Regions from separate parts of the Rattus norvegicus genome. Here region 1 is linked to region 2. The links are chromatin contacts, called in public Hi-C maps. All regions are on one chromosome and are shown on one strand. The core of a region is the stretch at or near the end of the contact, and the rest is flanking DNA. Distances in the headings are between cores, read along the strand shown. Region 1 has its middle 200 kb from the start of Mir1843b. Region 2 has its middle 60 kb from the start of Mir1843b.

Region 1 (4,816 bases), core at 937-3,436, 130 kb before region 2:
ATCAGAGTTGTCTGAAAGAAGAGCGGAACATTTAAGAAAGAGAGAGTAAATCATCTTAGATATAAGAATACCAAACTTTGGAAGATAGACAGGTTTGGGAAGGGTGTCAATGAAATGAGATTGATGAGTTAGTCTGGGATATGTTGAGTTTGAAGAAAGTCCAAGCTTCAAGCTGTCTAGATGCTGGCTGGAATAGGTCTAGAGCTCATATTGTGTGCCAGTGTTGGGTATATAGATTCAAACCCATTTGCCTATACATAATGGCTGCTGAGTGGAGACCATCAACAGAAAAGAGAGCTAAGAAGATTGCAGACAGGATCTCAACTCTTAAGATCTGGGTCAACTTTTATGTTTCTTTCATCCTTGTGGCTAACATGGTTTATACCCAGGAAATATCTATGGAAGTGAACGTTGTTGTCTCATATGAGTAGCCTAAGTATATTAAACTTAATATTGGGCTGAGCTCAATTACTTGTTCCTTATTGTCTGGTCCTTCTTACAGATGAGGCTCCTCTGTTACACTGTCCTCTCTGGAAACTGGGACTCAAAGGCCAGTATTCCAGCTGGCAAACCCCTCTCTATATTGTAATTCTCCACCTAGGCATCCACAACAAATAGAGCATGACCCTTGGTACCCAGCTACCTCCGGTATCTGGGACCATAGGATATCTTATCACCATGGCTTGCCTTCCTAAAGAAAAGCCATGCCACAGCCAACATTCCAGAAAGTTCTAAGGTCTACATTTTTGGACCTTAGGGGTAGACACAGAAGTAAGAAGCTATAGCTATGACTTTTCAAAAAAGAATGGGGAAAACTGAGGGTTCCACTTTGGAGCGTGGTAAATATAGAGTAGGCAATGAAAGCTCTTAGTTTCAAGGGTAACCAAGGCCAACCATAATTATCCCTGCAGTGTTATGAACTAGAAGTAAACAGCTTGTTGTAAACATGAGACAAAAGGGATAAGAAAACTTAGCTCTTGGACAGTCTATGTGATTACCACCCAAGTGGGAGAAGAGAGTCTTCCTCTTTTCTATGTAATATCTTTTCCAAGATCTTGTGTTTACATGGTCATAGTGATAAATGATTATAAATACTTGTCCTTCTCCTATGAGGACATAAATTCCTTGAGAGCCAAGACAATGTTTGACTTCAGGGAGTATTTCAAGTCCTGTGGGATTCTGTGGGACCAGGATATAGAGGATGTTATAGAAGAGGGAAAGAGCAAAAAAAAAAAAAAAGACAGAAATAGAGGGAGGAGAGAAGAGTAGGAATTTTCTCTTTTGTGTCTGTTGCTCCACAACTTTTTCCTCACAGGAAAAGTGAGGGATCCTGCATACCTCATGCCATCTTAAAATGGCTCTACATCTTGCCCCATCACTGGGAAGAAAATTCTGGTTATGCCTGCACCTTTTCCCCTGATTATAGAAGACCAGCCATCCCACATTCTGCAGGTAGAAGGTTGAAGGTAACATTATATAGGTAGGGAACTCAATGGCCAGGAAATAAGCAATTCCTCTAAGGCAATGAGGCAGCCTGATCCCATCTTGGGGCATGAGAGATGAGAGTGCACAGTGTCTACAATCTCTGAGTCCTTATGTATAGTCTCATGCCACAGACCCTGGCCATGGACATACATGGATAGGTGCTACCTTTGTAATGACTGCGAGTCCATGGTTTCTCAGTATCCACAGTACAGATAATCAAGAGTCACACATTCAGACCATGCAGAAGAAACTTCTCTTGGACTCTCAGACCTTTAGCATAAGGAACTTACTCTTCATTTTGCTCTTGTCCTCTGATTGAAGAAAAGTGATGAAAGGCAAGTTGCCAACATAAAGAGTTGCCCAATAATGGAGACTTCTAAACATGGTACAACTCAAGAAGAATGGCCACTTGTTAAGACATTGTAGGGACATTTAGGTATTGGAGAAAATGGCTCACTCATTCACTTTCAACTCAGATGAGGTAAGTCGGATTGGCCTAATCATTGTAAGTTGTGTTTACAAGAAACTATTTCAGGATCTTGAAAGTAGAGGGATGAATTTTTATAGCTTTCCATAAGGACAATGTGGCTCAAATGCTCACCCCCACAATGAGGCAGAGAAGGTCCTGAATGCTAAGACTGCACTTGGGCTCTGTCCCAGCCTGACTCAGCAGGACTTGGTGACCTCATTGCATGATGAGGATAATGTCTGGAGAGAACTCTGAAGGGACAGCTGCTGGCTATAGAGACAGAAAGGCTGGAGCTACAGCCAGATACTGGCTAGGGAAAGAACTGTAGAAAATGCCTCGGGATTTTTCAAAATAGCACTGAGTTGATAGAATCTAGGAGAGTGAGGGGAGGTTTGACAGAACAGAGAAAGAACACTGTTGGACAGCTCCAAACACTGCCAACTCCAGGAAAGGGTAGGATATGCTGTTGTGTTTAGGCAGCAGATGGAAAAGACCCTTGTCCAAAATCCTTCATTTACTTTGATGCCATTGCAATAGACTGTAGATCTATTACTTTGCCTGCAGAATACATCTAAAGCTGGATTCAAGACTGAGCACATGCCCCAAACATAGCCAAACAGAATCTTAGATGTTCAGGAAGAATTGTTCTCTAAGAGCTTACCAAAAGGAACCATGTGGACCTAGAGTTAACTGTAGTCATTTCTCTGGCTTTATAAAGTGATTCCATTCACAATTACCCAGAAGGAAGTAGAATCAAGGACAGGAAAAAGGCTCCAGACAATTCTATCTTAGATGCTAACTGTCAGCAGGGCTCTGAATCCCAGTAAGTTGAGTAATCTCTGCTCCTTTACTAATAGTAAATCTCTGCTCCATTAAAGCTAATTTGTGGTGGTGTTTATTTGAGCAACCACTTTATCCCTTTTGTCTTTTAGGATGGCATCTCTATATGTACCTCAGGCTGGCCTCCAAACCATGATCCTCTTCCTTCAGCTTCCCAAATATTGGGATCATAGTTATATACTGCCACACTCAATCACAGCTTAACTTTAAACCTTTCAAGGTTCCTGGAAAATCCAAACTCTATTTGGGATGAGGAACAGCAACCTCAGAACTGTCATTTAAAACATGAGTATAACAGCAAATACATAGGCAAATGTCATCATTAAACCACTGAACTGAGAACAGAACCCCCGTTGAAGGAATCTTAGAAAGGACTGAAAGAGCTTGAAGGGGCTTGAGACCCCATATGAACAACCAACCAGAGCTTCCAGGGATTAAGCCACTACCCAAAGACTGTACATGGACTGACCCTGGACTCCAACTGCATATGTAGCAATGAATAGTCTAGTAAGAGCACCAGTGGAAGGGGAAGCCCTTGGTCCTGCCAAGACTGAACCCCCAGTGAACATGATTGTTGGGGGGAGGGCGGTAACGGGGGGAGGATGGGGAGGGGAACATCCATAGAGAAGGGGAAGGGGAGGGGTTAGGGGGATGTTGGCCAGGAAACTGGAAAGGGGAATAACAATCGAAATGTAAATAAGAAATACTCAAGTTAATAAAGATGAAAAAAAAACATGAGTATAAGAGCAGAACTGAGGAATGAACTAGGCTTCAAGACAGAAAACTAATTGTTTTCTTTCTCATTCCACTGGGGATAAGTACAGAGACCTCAAACTTTCACTGGGACTTGTAGAAAACAGTCCAGTAAAAAAAAAGGGTACCCACTGCTGGGTCCCCATAGGAGAAGTACAGAGAGAGTGAGAGAGTAGTCCTAGAGTCCATATTAGTTATGGACCTTGTTTGGTTTTTGGTTTCCAGATGAAAGGACACTGTGCTCAGGACCTGCCAGCATAGGGGGCTCCAAAGCCCTTTGTGGAGTGCTTACCTACAAGAGGACAGCAATTCCCAGAGTGGCCATTAATGTACAACAAACCTCTCTCCCTCCAGGCTTCCAGCATGTGCAGCCTGGAACACCTCCTCCCTCCCAGTTCATCTGGTTCCTCTGAGGGCAGAGCTGGCTCAGACAGTTCTGAGCAGAGTCTGTTCTGGGAACTGCAGTCCTGTGTCTGTGAGAGCAAGTATGCACCATCTCCCTGAGTCACTAACCCTGCCCTTCCCCCTGGTACCTCAAGCTTCTGTGCATGGGGCCTGGCCAGCTGCAGCCTGCCTGGGGAGGGAGGACTGCTGGGTGATGGAATGCTAGCTAAGGAGGGATGCAGCTGAGCTCCCGGCTCCCCAGCCTGCCTGCCAGCTAGGAATTGTTATCTATACCCGAGAGCAAGCCAGGCTTCCTACACTAAATTAGTGAGAGCAAAGCAGATGTCTGCCTTCAGTGCAGCAGAGGATTAGATTGGCGGCCTCCTCTTGCTGCAGATAAGGGCAATGGTGTGGACCCGGGATAGGTGTCACTCCTGTTCCAGGACCTCCTCACAGCTAGGCAGCCTGTCAACAAATCTACACCCACCCCTCATTGTCTACTCTGCGTATGGTTTCCTCCCCTCCAAGCCTCTTATTCTTTGGGTTTTTGTTTTTAGTGTTCTAGTTTTCATTTCCTGTGACCTGTGAATGAGAAATAGAGGGCCGCTTTTCTGCATTAGCCACTATAAAAACTTTAAGTCCTTGCCCCACCTTTCCCCCAGACAGACTCTCACCCAGGAGAGGCACTAGACCCTCTCCCTTTTTGGCTCTTCTCCTTTTGCTTTGTAGTCTAAGCTACTCACCAGGAGCACAAAGAGCTTCTGTGATTGGTAGGTCCAGGTCCCTTTCAGCACTGAAATTGACACTTAGTAACCATTCTCCACACAACACTATGAAGAGGTCAGCTTTTCGGTTACAGAGCACCAACCCCAAGCAAAGCAGAAA
Region 2 (4,797 bases), core at 76-2,575:
TTGGTCACTAATGGGACACAGAAAGGTACAACTAAACACGGTGTTCAGGCATAGTTGTGCACACTTGAAATCCTAACAGTCAGAAGGTTTGAGGCCAGCCTGAGCTACATAGTGAGACTTGGACTCAAAAATCAAACAGAGAAAATGTCATTCTTCTGGGCTGAGCTAAAGTCTCAACCCAGACATTGTCCTATTGTGCGAACTTCCACGAGCACTGGATCTCACAAAGCCCCCAACCTTGCTGTCTATAAGCGGGGTTCCTGAGTCATCTCGGAGGGGTCCTCTACCTCTATAAAGACTGAACATCTTAACATGAACTCCTCCTTCTCTTACTCCTCTCCGTGCTGTGCACAATCTCTTGCCACGTGGCTCTACCGAGAGTAAGAGACCCTCCTAGTTCCACCTCTAGTCTTGCAATTGTGGTCTGAATGATCAGCCGAGTTCAGTTGACTCCACAGTCAAACACTCCATATATCTCAGGGGCTCCCCCAAAATAGTCTTTCCTTGCAGTCCCCCATGCAACCACTGTCTCGGGGACCTTAGGCTCAGGTCAGCAGTTGTTAAGGGGCGGGCGACCTTTGCACCTTTCCAGTCTGAATTTCAGCCCAGCAGACCACCGTATGGTTTGTTTCATTACAGGATCGAAGATTGCCCTCTGGTGGAGACAGAAGCAATAACAGAACCATGCAGTAGCTCTGAAGGCTTCTCCCCAGACCTCGGTCAGGTTGCTCAGTCCAATACGTTCCCGTTTTATGGGATAAACAGGTGGTGTTGTTAATAGAACAGGAGGCGTGATCTCCCTCTGAGGATAACATACCCCATAGGAAAATCTCATTACTGATGTCCTCTACTTTATTTTACTCTGAAAGGGTGATAGCCCAGAGATACCTCAAGACACACAGCAAATGAACGGAAGAGACTAGATGAGTCCAGGTGCGCTGATGACCTTCCAGTTCAGATTCAGGAGAAAATCCAAGAGCTAGAGGTTTGGACTGAATCCCGCTCCATATGTTTAGGTAAATTAATTCTGCCCTGAGCTCTGACTGCCCTTTCTGAAATATGAGACAAGAACAGTGAGCTTTGAGGAATCGGAGAGAGTTGGCGTCAGCCTCCTGCTTCTCCCCGGTTGCTAGCTGCCCACGCTCTTTCACTCCATGCCCATCAAGCTCATTTCCTTGTTCCCCAAGAAACTGGGAGAAACAGAAATTTGGGGGTTATGGCAAAATGCAGATTTATGGGTGGCTTCATCCCTGTGACTCTCTGCTCACAGACCTTAAGGTGTCCCGAGTCTCAGTAGAGCTCTGAATAGCCACTGATACCCATCACACAGGTGAGAAGACCAAAGCCAGGACCTTTTTCCTTTCATAGTCACCCACACTACACCTTGCGCATGCGCTCTCCTCTCCCCCCAGCCACCGCATGCACAGAAGCCCCCTCATAAGGATAGACGCTCCTCACCTAGCAACCTCTGAAATTAGAAAATGTCCCTAGTCACCCACATGCCCAGCCACAGTTGGGGGCACAAACACACCCTGTCTCCAAGGAGACCTGACAAAGCTGTGGGACCGCCACTGAACATTTAAACATTTCTGGCTTTAAACTGTTCGTACTGGAAACCTGGAAATGGGGAGGTGTGGGTTTTGTGCTGAAGAATGTGGGATTAAGCATCAGCCTGTGTTTTCACCATAGCATTCCCTAGTAGGACTAGGGTAGAGGGATGAGGGGAGTCCAATGTGCTTTAACCATCCATCCATCCATCCATCCATCCATCCATTCATCCATCCATCCATCCAGTAATATTTTCCAAAAGCTTCCTATATTCTGAATATTGTTTAAAACTCAAGAGATGGGGGTTAAAAAGTCCTAAACACTACAGGATGTGGAAGATCCATCAGAAGCAAGGGGGTTGAATAAGTTATACAATGTCCTCTCTCTGTAAGTGGAGGGCATTCCCTATGGTCCTTTCATTCCTCAGGAAGGCAACATGGGGACACATTTCCATCAGCCAGCAGGCTGCCTGGGATGAACAATACTGTTCTATGAAAATATAACACAGGTCACATTGCATCTCACCTTAAAATTCATAGTAAATAGGAAAAAATTATAATAGCTCATAGTAAGTTTAATAATATATTTTGTTTAATCTAACATATCCTAAATTTTTCTTAAACTTTTAGTTAGAACAAAAATTACTAAGGGGACATTCTGTCCCTTTTGTTTGTACTGGATCCAGTGTGCTTTTTATACTCACAACAGCACTCAGGGAGAAAGATACCCGGTGCTCGGTAGCCACATTGGGGGAGGGGGGCAGTAATTATACCCTACTGGAACCACAAAAGAATCAACCAACAGGAGGCGAAGCTCACCTTGCCTGCCAGAGATCACCAGGTCCTGAACTCTTTTCTTTACCCCTTGGGGGGAGGTAGGATATGTGTAGAGGTCACAGCAAAACTTGTGAGAGTTGGTTTTCCCCTACCATTTGGGCTCTGGGACTTGAACTCTCTCCAGCTCCTAGGTCTATATTCTTGAGCAAACTTCTTGCCCATGTCCTCAATTGAGAGACAGCCCCCATCCACTTTTCCTCTCCCTAAGTCTCCCTTTGCCTTTCTCTTTGAAGTCGGGCTACTTTGTAACTCAGGATGACCTCGAACTCACTTTATAGCCAAGGTTGACTGAACTTCTGATCCTACGGTCTCAACCTCCCAATTGCTGAGGTTACAGGTCTGTGTCTCCATAACCCCGTTACGCATTGCTCAAGAGCAAATCCCAGGCTTCATGTGCTAAGCAAGCTCTCTACAAGATGAGCTCCATCTCTGTACCCCTCTCAAGACTTTCCTGTCTCCTAGACAGGCTCTGCTCTGCACCAGCCTGACATGTGACATCGGTCTCTGAATGCTTTTGTGGCCAGATCACTGCATATAGAGAGATTAGAACAGACATATGCAGCCCTTGAGAGTGGTGGGAAAGTGGGTCTCAGGCTGGCCCAGGTCCCAGGCCAGGAAAGACCATCTCCTTGCTTGGGCACACCCACCTTTATTATATTGAAACACTGAAAACCCTTCCTGGACTTAACCTGTGAAATTGGCCCCATCTTGTCCTTGGCTTTAAGGCAGTGTCTAAGATCCAGACGGAACGCAATTGGAGAGAGCACGCCCTAGCCATATTGCACTCATTTTTCTTTCCGATGACTTTTGTGGCCTTCCTTGGGGCTGTCTCTGACCTTGAAGGTCAAGTTTATCTCAAGCAAATACTCTGATCTTTAAGCACAGAAAAGCCAGGGACATCTCAACCCTGGAGTCTTCTGCAAGCCGTTACGTGCCACTCCCTGCTCATACTTCCTCTTCTTGACCTTTTCAGACATCTTTCCCACCTATGCTTGGACACTCCACAAACATGAAACTCAGTCCTTCACTTTGCCTCAGTAGGCTTTCCCCGCGTCCCCCAAAATATCTCCCTCCTACCCTCTCTGCACCTCTCCCCTAAATTCCATCAACAAATGGAGTTAATGATGATAACAATACTAATAGTAATAATAATAACAATAATTCTGTGATAGCGAATGTGAATATTTGAGGACTACTTGACATGCTGGCTTCAAGGCCCTTATAACAACATCATTAGATAAGTACCCCTGTCCGATGTTAGAGGAAGGTAAAAGAGACTGAAAACAGTGAGATTTGCCCAGGTTTATAGTTCATAAGCACAGCGCCAAGGCCTCAAACTGAGGCCTGCCTGTGTAACTTCAGAGATGCCTGTGTCCTATCAAGCAGCTTAGGGAAAGTAAAATGAATGGTCCATGCACACAGGAAATGAAATTTTAGCAAGGAGACAGTGCAGATGCATGGAAAATTCCTAAGACGGTTTCTATCCAGAAATGTTTCATAACTAGGAATCTGGAAGACGAAGGCAGCGTGCATGCGTGGGATGGGCCGCCTAGCTGCCTCAGTAGCTGTGACAGGCTCCTGCGTCCTGCTCTCCCTGCCTGCTGAGAGTGCCCCTGCCCACTTCCTGGCCCCTCCAGCGTGAGCCTCACACAGCTCCTCCAGTCTGATTGACTGCAGCACAGAGACAGCAATCCCCCCGCACACCCCACCCTACCCCCAGCTAGATTAGCAAAGCAGCATATGCTGCTGTGGAAAGTTGAACAATTGTGCTTCTAAATAACAGCTCAACGTGAATAGAAGGGATGTCACAGGCAGGAGATGATTAATTGCGAAATGAATCATTGAAATTGTAATTTCAGTGGACTGCATGCTTGCCGCAGGCCAGAATTGTAAGGAGAGACCAGAAGGAGGCTGAATGGCCTGGCCAGGCAGAGAGGGCAGTGTAGATGAAGGCCAGGGGGACAGGGTCAGAGAGGCACTGCTGAGAGGTTGCATGAGACCACAGCACAAAGGCCCGCCTTCACCTTAGTGTCAAGAACCCCTTGGAGCCAGGATTGCAGCCCTGCCTGCCAGGCCGATCTCCCCATGATGACCCATCGCACCTGGCCTCCCACCTGCTCTCTGGCTCTGTGGGATCCAAGTTCTCATCCCGAAGGCCTCCTATGACCTACTGGCCTCCTTTGTGCATCAGCTGCTCACCCTGCACAGCAGGTAAAAGGGCAGATCTCTCATCTATCCTGAGAGTGGGAAGGCTGCTGAGCTGGGATGGGAGAAATGAAAATGCAGCGTGCTCTGTCATGCTGGGGTTCGTTTTCACAAGAGCTCCAGGTCCCATTGCCTGAAATGTAGGACAGTGGCATAAGCAGAGGCTCATGCTGCCACCGCGATCTCAGCCTTCCTCCTTAAGGGGTGT

What was found. A called contact is a pair of places that touch in the nucleus more often than the background predicts.
Region 1: a Hi-C map of frontal cortex shows a contact between it and region 2, with 4 times the contacts expected there. The contact joins two enhancer-like sites. A contact is called at or near these places in 8 of 12 Hi-C or Micro-C datasets (the A7r5 cell line, Schwann cells, frontal cortex and 4 more) and 1 of 1 datasets of contacts at active chromatin or transcription factors (oligodendrocytes).

The regions. Positions count from the first base shown.
Region 1 is chr13:74,277,816-74,282,631 of GRCr8, reverse strand. No RefSeq gene overlaps it. Among named protein-coding and RNA genes, the nearest start is that of Mir1843b, 200 kb to the right of the region's middle. Within about 2 kb of position 2,186, at least 4 of the 93 cell types and tissues checked have an H3K27ac peak or open chromatin away from gene starts, as enhancers often do.
Region 2 is chr13:74,142,824-74,147,620 of GRCr8, reverse strand. No RefSeq gene overlaps it. Among named protein-coding and RNA genes, the nearest start is that of Mir1843b, 60 kb to the right of the region's middle. Within about 2 kb of position 1,325, at least 5 of the 93 cell types and tissues checked have an H3K27ac peak or open chromatin away from gene starts, as enhancers often do.